Linked DNA regions of Mus musculus: region 2 is linked to region 1. The links are chromatin contacts, called in public HiChIP or PLAC-seq maps. All regions are on one chromosome and are shown on one strand. The core of a region is the stretch at or near the end of the contact, and the rest is flanking DNA. Distances in the headings are between cores, read along the strand shown. Region 1 holds the start of 4732419C18Rik (RIKEN cDNA 4732419C18 gene). Region 2 holds the start of Dbndd1 (dysbindin (dystrobrevin binding protein 1) domain containing 1).

What was found. HiChIP or PLAC-seq counts read pairs in DNA pulled down with a chosen protein or histone mark.
Region 2: a FOXA1 HiChIP or PLAC-seq map of pancreatic cancer cells shows a contact between it and region 1. The contact joins the promoter of Dbndd1 here to the promoter of 4732419C18Rik in region 1. A contact is called at or near these places in 2 of 115 datasets of contacts at active chromatin or transcription factors (embryonic stem cells and pancreatic cancer cells) and 3 of 9 other capture datasets (adipose tissue, liver and pancreatic islet).

What each region holds. Positions count from the first base shown.
Region 1 is chr8:123,750,614-123,757,011 of GRCm38.p6, reverse strand. It overlaps 4732419C18Rik (RIKEN cDNA 4732419C18 gene), which reads left to right and starts at 2,784. Exons shown (of 3, transcript NR_166622.1): 1 at 2,784-2,954.
Region 2 is chr8:123,512,984-123,519,381 of GRCm38.p6, reverse strand. It overlaps Dbndd1 (dysbindin (dystrobrevin binding protein 1) domain containing 1), which reads left to right and starts at 3,927. Exons shown (of 4, transcript NM_028146.4): 1 at 3,927-4,149. The coding sequence starts at 4,017. Gas8 (growth arrest specific 8) reads right to left here and starts at 547. Exons shown (of 11, transcript NM_018855.2): 1 at 430-547. The coding sequence starts at 432.

The sequences.
Region 1 (6,398 bases), core at 1,535-4,034:
TGCCCTACCCCCCACCCCTGAGCGCACGAGTGTGCAGATCAGAGAACAGCCTACAGGAATTGGTTTTCTCCTTCCACCACGTGAGCCTTAGGAATAGGATTCGGGCACCTTTCCCTGTTGAACCATCTTGCTAACTGGGTATTAGAAAGCTTTAGATTAAATCTGTGGCAGTATAATGAATTCAGACAGACTACACGGTCAAAAAAATAAATAAATGTCAAAATGTAATTTTAAGAAGGGAAGCTGACCATAAACTGCTAACTGCAGTGTGAAGCCACTTACAGAGTTTTTAAAACTTCGCAGAGCAGCAGCTTACGGCTCTGAACACACAGAGCTAGCAGTGTTAAACCACCAAAAGCATGAGAACAATACTCAGACGTCGTCAGATTATTCAACCTTCCCGCCTGCTCTCTGAGCCGGCTCCCTTCTGATTCCCGTTGGCCGAGCCTAACCCGAGTGAGAGTCAGAGCCTGGCCAGGAAGCGTTGACTTGGGTGAGGGTCTGATCTCTCCTGCTGAAGTAGGGACAGCTCAATGAGCAGATCTTGGCTGAGACTGGTCAGGCAGGTCTAAGAGAGAGGCCTAGGCTCTCAGGTGACACAGTATGCCCCCTACTGCGGTGATCTGATTGTACCATCATGGCCACTGTACAGAAAGGGAGAAGATGGTCTGTGAACTTTAGAGAGAGATGAGCCTGCTATGAGAGCCTGCCTCTCAGTCAGATCCCAGGCAGGACTTGGAGAAGGTCAAACAAACCTTGGGAGCCTCTCTGGTCCTTCTTGTACCAGGTTACCTCCCAGGGACCTTGTTAAGAATCTAAAACAGTGGATCTCAACCTGTGGGTGGTGATCTCTTTTGCATATGAGTTATCCTGCGCGTCAGATATTGATTGACATTATGATTCATAACAATAGCAAAATTACAGTTATTAAGTAGCAACAAAGATAGTTTTATTGTTGGGGCTCACTACAACATATTAAAGAGTGGGTCCCAACATTAGGAAGGTTGAGAACCACTACTCTAGAACATAGAATGGTTCAGAACCAAGAGCTTACCTGCTATGGGAAATCCTGGAGATTCCAGGTCATGATTCCACCCACCCGCCTGCCTGGTTGTGGACTGAGTGGAGCCAGCCGGCCCTTGGGGAGGAGGCTGTGTACACCGTGGTGCTTCTTGTTCCTGCTTCTGGAGTCTCAGGAAAAGGGGAGCTTCCAGCTCCTTCCCCGAGTCTTTTTTTCCTTAGTGTTTTGTGTCCAGGTAGCTACCCACTTCAGACAGCTACTTTATCTACTTTTACCCCATTTATTTATTTTATGTATGTGAGTACATTGAATTTTAGGGCCTTTGCTCCCTCTCGTCGGGCCCCCACTCGCTCAAAGCCAGATTTATTTATTATTATAATGTACACTGTAGCTGACTTCAGACACACCAGAAGAGGGCGTCAGATCTCATTGTGGATGGTTGTGAGCCACCATGTGGTTGCCGGGATTTGAACTCAGGACCTTAGGAAGAACAGTCAGTGCTCTTAACCGCTGAGCTATCTCGCCAGCCCAACATGCCAGTTTGGATAAACATACCAAGGGGTTCATTCCAGGGTTCCTGTGGGAAAGGCTCTGAAACTTTGATCCGTGTCTCAGAACAAAAGGAGTCATGCAGAAGGTAAAGAGCTGCAGCAAGATCTATGGCAGAGGGCTGTCTCAAATGCTCATGGCCCTCCTGTGGCTAGACTCCATCGGGGAGCAAAGAGCAACCAGAACCTGTCCTTCAACCTCAGGAGCCACCACCTGCTGCTTCTTACAGTCCTCTTGGAGTGTAGATTATCTTTCTCAGCCCCCTCAGCCCACAAAGAACAGACCTACAGTAGGGGAGCACCTGACCTCTGAGTCACACACAGACTTAGAAAGACTCGGCTGGTTTCCCTGCCCCACTTTGTCTTTGGGGCTGGTGGAGGAGACCTGGGCCCCGGTCATGGTGATTCATTTTGAGCTCCTTACCGGGCAGAGTGGCTCTCACAGTGACACAGGCTACAGGGTTGGCTTGGGATGGGCTGCAGTAGAAGGCCCTGCAGCATCTCTTCCTCGTCCCGTGGTGACTTACTCTACTAAAATCTTCTCTGAGGGCAGGGCCCGACCTAATTGTAAGTTGTCATGGAAGCATGTCAAGAGGAAGAGGAACAATGATCTGGTCCAGGCAGATGTGATGCTGAGGGAGTCACTGACATCACAGCCAAGGACCCCAGAGGGCTGAAAGCCTCGGGCACACTCAGCTGTGTCTCACTCCGTGGGAAACATTCCGCCCAGAGAAGAGGGTGTGGCCTCAGGTCCCCAGAAGCCCTTACCTGTCTGTCAACAGCGTCTCATCATCATATCCTCTGTGGGGTGTTTCTCATTCATTCATTCATTCATTCATTCATTCATTCATTCATTCTTCAGCAAATGATTGCTGAGAGCCTACCGTGTGGTGGCTGTTTTGCTCCGAGAGTAGACACACCGTCTGTGGTGGATTTGTATTGACGGACACTGTGGTAAACTGAGGCTGCACAGGAAGCCAGGTGAGGAATCCTTTTCGGGAGCTGACGCATACACTGGTCTGCACTTGATACAGATCTACACAAGAGATGGCGCGAGCAAAACGCCTTGGGGAGGTGAGAGTCTCGGTGAGGTTGGAGGACTGACCCGGAAGCTGTGTGTCAAGAGGGTGAAGGGCAGAGGGCGGCTACACAGGCCTGAGCTGCGGCTCGGTCTTTAACCACAGTGTGAAATCACTGGTGGATTAGGAACAGGAGAGAGGCTGATTTGCATATTAAAAAGATTGCCCAGCTGCTGGGTGAAGACTGCCTTTTAAAGGCGCAAAAAATAGAAATAGGAAGACCAGCTAGGGAGGGAGCGGCTCAGCAACGCAGACAGGAAATAATCACTGTTATTATCTGCAGTCCTCCAGAGGAGCTCACAGCAGGTAGGAACGCCGCGTGCTCGTTTGCGGAGTGAATTTTCGGAGTGAAAGGTACAAAAGCCTTTTCTGCCGTTCTGTCTTTGAAACTTCAGAGCAGCGCTGGGATGGATTAGGGTCGTGTTCTTGGGCTAAAATGAGTCTCCAAGGCACTGGTCCTAGGTAAGGTAAGGCTCTGTTGGGAGCTGAGAGCTTGCTTTTACTCTAGGCCTCCTGACCTATCTGGGCTCTGTCCATTCCTGGAACCCCCCTAGGCAAAGTTTCCCAGGCCAGAAGGAAAGAGTGCAGTGACAGAACTAGGTAGTCAAGGCCCAGAGTCCTGCTGACCAGAGCCTAGGTGCTAAGTTCTCCTGGTGCTATGCCTGTGTATGGAGAACACAGTATGATGTGGTCTGGCTTCCAAGAGCCTAAAATCTAACCAGAAACAAATGGGAGCCTCAATAAATAATTTAAGAACGTCTTGAAAATTAAAAGGCACACACACAAATAACTCTAGGAGGAAGCCAGGGTTTTTCCTCGGGACAAATGGGCCTGAATACTATTTTGAAGGCTGTGTTTTCACTTGGACCTTGATGGTCCCTGGGGCAGTTGCTGGCCTGCTAACAAGGTCACCCATATCATTTGATCCACGCTATACTGAAGCAGTCCTTACCCGCTGCCCGGCAAAGTCCTTCCATACTTAGTGTCTAATACAATGGCTGCTTTGTTGACCCCATGAGTTCTGTGCCTCAGGAATTTGGAAGGTCGGGAGTGGGGATGGCTGGGCTCTGACTCAGCATCAGCATGTGAAGCCTCAGTTTTGAATGCCACTGGCTAGGTGCCAGGACCCGAGACCCTCTGACAACTACATGCCAGGCGATCAGGCTGGGGAGATGCCAAGGCTGAGCTGAACCAGCTGCTCTTCAGTGTGTTTCTGTGGGGTCTCTCCATGGCCTGGGGTCGCCTCACAGCATCGGAGCTCCAGGAAGTTTTGCCTCAACCACATGAATCAGAGCTACTGAGACAGCAGAAGCCACTTGGCTTTTAGGTCCCACCTGAAGGCATCTCTACCTGTCGCTGCTGCAGCACAGCATAGCACAGTACACACTGGTGTGTGTGCACCCACATCAGGTGGCTTCCAGGGCCCTGCCACACACTGGAAGGAACGTCAGTGTTCACAGTCTAGTGAAAACCATGGGAAGGTTTAATGAAACCAGGAAATAAAACCTATGTTGGATGAGATGGCTCAGCGGTTAAGAGCACTGACTGCTCTTCCGAAGGTCCTGAGTTCGAATCCCAGCAACCACATGGTGGCTCACAATCATCCGTAATGAGATCTGACGCCCTCTTCTGGTGTGTCTGAAGACAGCTACAGTGTACTTGCATATAATAAATAAATAAATCTTAAAAAAAAAAAAGAAAAAAGAAAAAAGGCTCGTGTTGGATAGTTTATAGCTCTAAACCAGGGCCAGCAGCAATGTCTTTTGACAAGAAATGAATTTGAGCACAGAATTGTGCTGTGACATAATCAATAAAATGTTAATTGTTTAGCCCAGGGACCAGAGCACAGAAGTATTTGCTATTACTTGGAGGGGACAATGTGAGCAAGGCTGTTGTGAAGACAAAGGATGACAGCAGTCGAGATGCCTGACCAAAGAGCATCTGCGCAGATGTTTTCCGGAAGGTTCATCTTGGTCAGGTTTCAAAGGAGGAAAGGAAAATATTTACTTTGCATGATACTGCTTTTAAATGGATCTCTTCTTATCAAGGCAAGCCCATCAAGCCTTATGTTCGGAAGTACTTAGTGAGAACTAATAGTCACTATGTGCTTGAGATAAAAATAGAAAGAGGGCGGGGAGGGAGAGAGAGAGAGAAAAGGAGGGAGTGGGGGAAGAGAGAGAGAACTCTGGAGGAAGTGCCCATGGGAGAAATACCCAGGAGAGTGCGCCTTGGTGTCAGTGTTCCTGTGGTCTCCAAGGCTATCCACCTTCACAACTGACAGCAAGTTTCAGAATGGGTGACAAAAGGAGTAAATTCCTCTCAGAGGGAAGACATGATGCACGTTCGTGTGTGTGCATGCATGTGGTGTTTGCGTGCATGTGTGTGCACACGTATGCATTTATTTCACGTGTGTACCTGCCTTAGGTTTCTAGTGCTGTGATAAAACACTGACCAAAATCAACTTGTGGAGGAAAGGATTTATTCATTCGGCGTACATGTCCCACCCAGGGCATAGTCCATCAGGAGATGCCAAGTCAAGAAGCACCTGGCGAGAAGGAAAGCACAGCCATGTAGGATGCTGCTTGCTGGCTTGCTTAGCTTCCTCACATCCCCCAGGACTCCTGCCGGGGGGGGGGGGGGTGGCACACCCACAGAGGCCTGCATTCCCACACCGATCATTGACTTTTTAAACTTGCCCTACACACTTGCCTACAGGCCATGCAGCGAGAGCTCCTTCTCAGCTGACGCTCCTCTTCCCGGAATATGCCTAGGTTTGAGTGACGTTTACAAAAATCAATTGGCACCAAAAGAAAGAACAGTCTTGGTTGATTTGAGCCCCTCCCATTGTTTTAAAACGGCCTTACGAGATGAAATTCGCCCACTATGAAGTCTACCTATCTAAAGTACAAACTCAGTGATGCTTGGTGTATTCACAGTGGTGTGACCACTAGTACATTCTAGATTAGATGCCCCAGACAAACTGGGTAGCTAGACAATCCAAATCAGTGAGTTCCAGGTTCAGCAAGATTCCCTGATTCAGTAAATGACAAGGATTGGGAAAGGCACTCAAGCTCAGTCTACAGCTTCCACACTCAGTGTACATGTTTGCCCTCATGTGCCTACACACATCTGAACATGTATGCATGCAACACACACACATATACCATACACATATATATCACACACACACACACACACACATGTCCATACACAGACCACATACACACACACATATACATGCACACACACACATACATATGTGCACACAGGCCATATGCACATACAAACACATATACAGACACACAGACACACACCACTCACACACATACAACATATATCACACACACATAATACATCCATATGCATTCATACATACACATATACCACAACACATATATACATACATACATACACATACCATACATACATACACACACACCACATACACATAGGCCACACACATACATACATGCACACACACATACATACATATATACACACACACTGCATGCACACAGACCACATACACATACAAACACGTATATAGACACACAGCACACACACACACCACACACATTCACACATCCATATGCATTCATACATACACATATACCACAATACATACATACATATATACATACAGCATACATACATACATACACATACATATACAAACCATACATACATAGACACACACACACACCAGTGCACACATAAACACACATGCACACATGGGTAGAATGCCCTACC
Region 2 (6,398 bases), core at 2,678-5,177, 240 kb after region 1:
CACTCCATGACACTCTGCCCTTGGTAGGGAGGCCTCCGGCCACATGGTACACGCTAGGTTTTCCACCTCCGAGTTCTCGGGGTTTCTCCTGTGCCGGATTCTGCGCCCTGTGGACACTTAATTGACCCCTGAGCCCTTAAGTACTGGTCCCAAGGATCTGACGGACTCAGCTTCTGATTTCTGGACGCCTTGCACACTGGACTCTCAGTCTAGCCAGTGTGATGATCATCCCAGAGAACCTGAATGCAGGCCCCGGCCTCCTGGCCTCCCCAACCGGGACCACACGGAAGAACTGCGCCCAGCTCTCCATTCTAGTAATCCAAAATTGCAGGCCCTCCCAGTCCCGGGGACCCGACCCTCTCCACATTTCTGCACGAAAGCCTCCCAGGTTCTCTGTGCACTGGACACTCCGAGCACAGGCCGACTCACCATGGTGCCAGCAGTCCAGCACTTCCACTAATCCGGGATGGGCGCTGGTCAGAGGAGGCTGCGCGGTCTCCTGGCAACTCCGACTAGATCCCGTGCTGGTTCTCAAATCCTCGCGAGACTATCCTCCAGTTCTCCCCTCCCACCCACCCCCGCCCTAAGGGACCTGGGCAACCGGGAGTGCGTCCCTAACAACGCGCCAGAAGAGCTAGTGTTGCCCTCGGTGTATTGCTGGTCTCTCTCCCACTACAACTTGGGCTACAGAAGAAACCTATTGTGGTTCCTCGGGTTCTCCAGAGTCTACATGGCGGGCGCTCACAAGGAGGAACGGATAAAGAGAAAAGTCTGAATGATTAATCTGCCTCCCAAGCCAAGTTCCCAAATTGGATGCAAATATTGAGCTAAGAGCCCGCTCCTGCGGCCCATCCACCTTGCCCTGCTTGTGAAAATTCCTTCCACATGCTGCTCTGATGAGACTGAACGTGTAAAGCTGGGCTTCCAGAAAGAAAAACGCTAAGGGTGTTATGCCTGCGACCACTGGGGAAGCTGAGAGGAAGACTGCATGCGTTGGAAGCTAGCCTGGGCTACATACCAAAAACCCTGTCTCAAAAAAAAAAAAAAAAAAAAAAAAAAAAAAAAGAAAAAAATGCTGGAGAGATGGCTCAGCGGGTAAGAGCACTGACTGCTCTTCTGAAGGTAGAACCACCCATAATGAGACCTGACGCCCTCTTCTGATGCGTCTGAAGTCAGCTACAGTGTATTTATTTATAATAATAAATAAGCGAGTTGATTGGAGTTGCTTGGAGCAGGGCTGCACCCTGCATAACAACCACATAAAGGCTCACAACCATCTGTACAGCTGCAGTGTATGCACATACATAAAAAGAAAGAGAAACAAAACAAAAGCAAAACAACAACAAAGTGGCTTAGCAGGACAGGGTAAAACAGAAACAGAAGGGACAGCAGGTTATGCTCCTCTGCCTGCTCTGAGGATGAAGATTCCACACCCATAAGTGGATGCAGCAGGAGAGAAAGATTGCTCAGTGGTGGGGATCTGAGGCTCCTAGCAATGAGACTCCCCTGTTTGCTAACCCAACCTCCCAGTGTCCCCTCTCCCAGATTCTTGAAGAATGGCCCGCTGGAAGAACAACACCGGATCCTTGTGAGCATTCTAACAGTGGCTTATTTGTAGTAAATCTTAACAAAAGTCCAACATAGCCGCCACGCTGTTTGCTGTCAGTGAACTTTAAGGCGAGCCCCACTCGCCTGGGAAACTCAAAAGCAGCACCTAGAAGCACCTGAGCACAGTTAGGTCAGCTGTCGAATGCTGTCAGCCGAGAGCTCAGATTGTCAGCCGGAACATACACAGGTGGACTCCGGGTAGCCTGTTTTTTACGGGAGCCTTCCAAGAAAGCTGGATTTCTTTCCTAAAGACCTAGCCTTGGGAGTTGCACTGTCTCACATCTCCCACACTCTACTAGCCAGTGCAGTCACAGGCTCCAACAGCACTGCAGCTAAAAGATCCTGATGGTACGGTTCTGGAAGAAATGGTTCCAGCAGTTTTGGCTTGTTTGTTGAGGCGGAGTCCATGTAGCCAAGGCTGACCTCAAAGCCAGACCATCAGCAAGATCAGAGATGAACATGAACTGCTCCTCCTGCCTCCACCTGTGAAGCATTTGGGACAGGTGTGTAGCACCATGATTGGCTCCCTGACATTTTAACTGCTTTACTATTTTGGAAAGCACAGCCTGCTAATGTCCCAGGTACCTAATAGTGGCCTATGCCCAACCCTCTTTTTCTTTTTTTTTTTTTTAAGATTTATTTATTTTAAGTACACTGTAGCTGTCTTCAGACACCCCAGAAGAAGGCATCAGATCTCATTAGGGATGGTTGTGAGCCACCATGTGGTTGCTGGGATTTGAACTTAGTGCTCTTAACCGCTGAGCCATCTCTCCAGCCCTCCCCCTCCCCCTAAGCTAACCTTATAACCCTGGTTTTGTCCCAGGGAGGAAAGGAATGACCAAGGACCGAGCACTGACTCAGCCAGGCCTGGTGGGGTTTCAGAGGGCTTTAGCCAGCTGGTGGGGATGTTCCCTTGTTTTGTAAACTAAGAACTATTTAACTTTCTGAAATCGGCCTTCAAGCTTAAAGGCCACAGGCTACCTTGTGTCCACTAGAGCTGGGCAGAAAGCCAGAGCTTTGACTCAGACCCTACTTGATTCAATGAAGCTTTTTGGCTACTGTCCTAGCCATCCATTCTGCCCAAGGCAGTACCAACTTATTTCATCCACTCAAATTCCCCTCAGCCTGTTCAGTTATGAATAACTCATCTTCTCTGATAATTTCCTTTGTTGTTTTGTTTTTGTTTTTTTGTAAAAGTGTAAATGGATTTTAGATTGGGCCTTCTGACTTCTAACCCTGAATTGTGCAACCTGGAGAAAGTTGCTGTCTGTCGGTCTCTGTGCCGGGCATCTTTAGATCTCTAGGAGTAAAGAGATACTGTGTATCTTAGTTAGGGTTACAATTTCTGTGAGGAAACACCACGACCGAAACAACTTGGGGAGAAATACATACTCGGCTTACACTTCCACACCGTTGTTCGTCGACAAAAGCAGTCAGGGCCAGAAGGGAAAGCAGGCCAGGAGGCTGGAGGCAAGAACTGCCGCCCAGGCCGAGGAGGAGCTGCTTACTGGCTTCCTCCTCACGACTTGCTCAAGCTGTTTTCAAAGAGCCGCCTGCCTCTGCCTCTCTGCCTCAGCCCTGGGATAATTAAAGGTCTGTGGTACCAAGGCCTAGCCTTAGCCTGGCCTTAGCCTGCTTTCTTATAGAACCCAGGACTACCAGCTCAGAAATAGCGCTACCCACAGTGGCCTGGCCCTCCCACATCAATAATTAAGAAAATGCCTTACGGCGGAACATTATGGAGGCGTTTTCTTAATTGGGGTTCCCGCCTCTCAGATAACTTCAGCTGTGTTAAGTCGACGTAAAATTAAATGGCACACTGTGCCATGCAAGCAGGTCTGATGCAGGACTGGCGTTTGGAGATGGGACTCCAGCTGTGGGTTATCAATACATCCAAGGCCTTCTTTTTACCAGGTCACCCCCCACTCCTCCCGGACTTGTACTCTCAATATGGATTCAATAGCATTAATCAGGTCCACAATTCCAGGCTTATCAGTTGAGGGTTCTGGGGCTGCTTTGGCCCTTCTTGTGGCACCTCCTCTCCTAACTCTTTTGCCAGGCTCCTCATGTCGCTGGCGCCCCACAAAAGCCCGAGGTTGTGATGGATAGATGGACCGCAGCCAGCGCGCAGCTCAGTGCGCAGGAGCCAGGGAAGCTAGCTGAAGTCGGAGGTCCGCAAAGGGCTACGTCCCTGCAGAAGGGTGGGTGGGGGTGGGGGTGGGGGGGTGGGAGTGGGATGGGGGGGGGTTGTTGTTGGCCGGGTCGGCAGGGGGCGCGCGAGGAGCAGGGCGGGGCTGCACCTGTGCTGCTGGCTGCTGGAGATGGGGAGGGGAGCGGCGCCAGAAGCAGCTGCGCGCCCCGCCCCGCGGGCTCCTCCCCGCCACCGCGGCCCCTTAGCTGCTGCCCCGATGCGCTGTGCCCGAAGCCCGGACTCAGTAGTCACCAGAGCAGTTGGGGCACCCGGGCTGTCGCCGCCGCTGCCCACACCCCCCGCGGACCCCATTGGCCGCATGGAGTCTCCCGAGGGCGCTGGTCCGGGAGGTGAGTCCGACCCCGGCCCCCAGAACCCAACAACAAACCGCAGCCCCTCCCTCTGCCCACTAGCCAGCTACTCCCGGGGCCTGGAGACCCGCTGATGCCTTCTGAGCCCGCCCGTCCGACTCAGAGCTAGGGGCGGAGGAGGGGGCCGGGCCAGATCCTTGGAAACGTGCGGGTATCCGGCTCGGCAAACACAGACTGCGTCTCTTTCCCTGATATGCGAGCTCCGGGCTCCGGAAGGCTTGCGGACTGCCCTCCAAGGAGGTGACCAGGGGTTGCGTCCTGAGCCCCCTGCCAGCCGAGCCTGGGAGCGGGGGAGGGGCGTGTAGGGGCCGGAGTTAGGGATCTGGAGAGGGGATTCGTAGGGGCGATGCTACCCGCTTGTTCACGCGTAGGCTTTGTTCGCCCCAGCCGCGATACCAGGAGGAATGACAAGAGGCGGAAGGGGGTCTGGGGCTCCCGACTGAGCTGGGGTTTTTGTGAGGTCATGGCGCATGCACCCGAGCTCTTGGTGCTGCAGGGCAGCGGCCTCCGAGCTGCCCAGCTGCCATATATTTGGAAGGGAAGGTGTGAATGGTGTGCTCCTTCCTCGGCCTCTCCCAGCAGCTGAAGACCCTTGAGGTTAACATCTTACCGCAGGGTCTGCCCTCCTTGGAGCGTGCCCACAGGCGGGTGGCTGATAATAGAGAGAAAACTCTTAAAAATCACCCACCCTGCGTCTCAGCTTTCCAGAAAGCTTTTCAGGGATCCATCGCTGTGGGAACTTGGATGTAATCTGAACAATCCATCACTTGCTTAGCCATACCCAACACCTCTAGGATTTCCTGAAGATCCCATCCCAAGGAAACACCAAGTGTCTGAGGATTTGGCCAGCTTGCCATTCCGCCTGCAACCCAGCCACACGATGGCTTCTTCTGAAGTCCAAAGGGTTGCCCGTGGGAGCTGTCCCCAAGCGGCTCCTATGTCTACAGGCGGGGAGCAGTGTCCTGCTTGAAAACCCTTATCTGCCTAAGCGCCAGACACTTTCCAGCCAGTGGGATTGGTTGTGCTTTGTTTTGTTTTTATGGGAGACCAGCGTTCTTGCTATTGACAGTCCCCAGACCCTGGGTCTTCCCAGCACCAGCTCCGTGGGTACCAGAAGGTAGATGGTTTGGAGAGCAAGGACTTGGCTTGTAGAGCTCAGAGTTATTTTTTGAGCTGTGCGATGTTGGAAACTTGCCTGTGCCCCTGAGCCTCCGTTAGCATGGCTGTCAATACAGGCAGCCCCCTTGTATAGGGCAGAGGTCTGTCTTTCTTTCTTTCTTTCTTTCTTTCTTTCTTTCTTTCTTTCTTTCTTTCTTTCTCTGAGGAAAGAAAGAACAAGCCCACAAGCTTAAGCAGAGATGGAGTATGCTGTCTCTGATGTATGCATTACTGGCTGGGGGTGGGGGGCTCAGACGCCCGATTCAGTGAACAAATCCCAAGTACCTATCATGAGCTGGTACCGTGCCTGCATGTCGGGAGGCAAAAGCTAAGAGGGAATTCTCTCTTGGTGCCTTTAGCGTGTTTTCTTGTCTGCATCCTGAGCTAGTGGGCTGTGCTTGGTGGGGCTCCCTAAGGGTGACTGTAATGGTAACTTTGTTTTGGAGCCTGTGAAACACAAAAAAGGCAGAGCCCAGGAGGATGGAGCTCTGTGTTCCATCTCCCAGGCCCGCAGCAGGGCTCGCTCATACAGACCTTGCCAGCCTTCCTCTAGTACTCCGCATTAAATCTAGACCTGTTATTCATCAGTAGCCACTGAAGAAACGATCTCCCAAAAGTAAAATCTTTATAATGTATCATTAAGCCAGGGTCTATGTAGCCCTGGCTACCCTGGATCTTGCTATGTAGACCAGGCTTAACCCCCACCTCCTTAGTCTAAAGGTGTGTGTACCATCATGCCAAGCCTAATAGACAATTTTTAAACCTAAAGAATTTAGGGGATGGGAAAGGTGACATTAGGTAGCCCTGGCTGGCCTGGAGTTCGGAGGTCTGCCTGCTTTCAGCTCTTGAGCGCTGGAATTAAAGGCATGCCCCATCATTCCCCAGGTAATAATTTCTTTAAAGCATGGGATCATGGAGCTGAGGCATGTGCATGAGAGTGTAAAAGCTGCTGCCCTCCTTGAGAAGCCCACCTGATGCCTTTGGGCACCAAGTCTCTGCCCCTTCCTCATCTCTAAGGAGGGAGGATGTCCCCAGAGTCGAAGAGAAACAGGAGGCTGTGGCCCTGCACT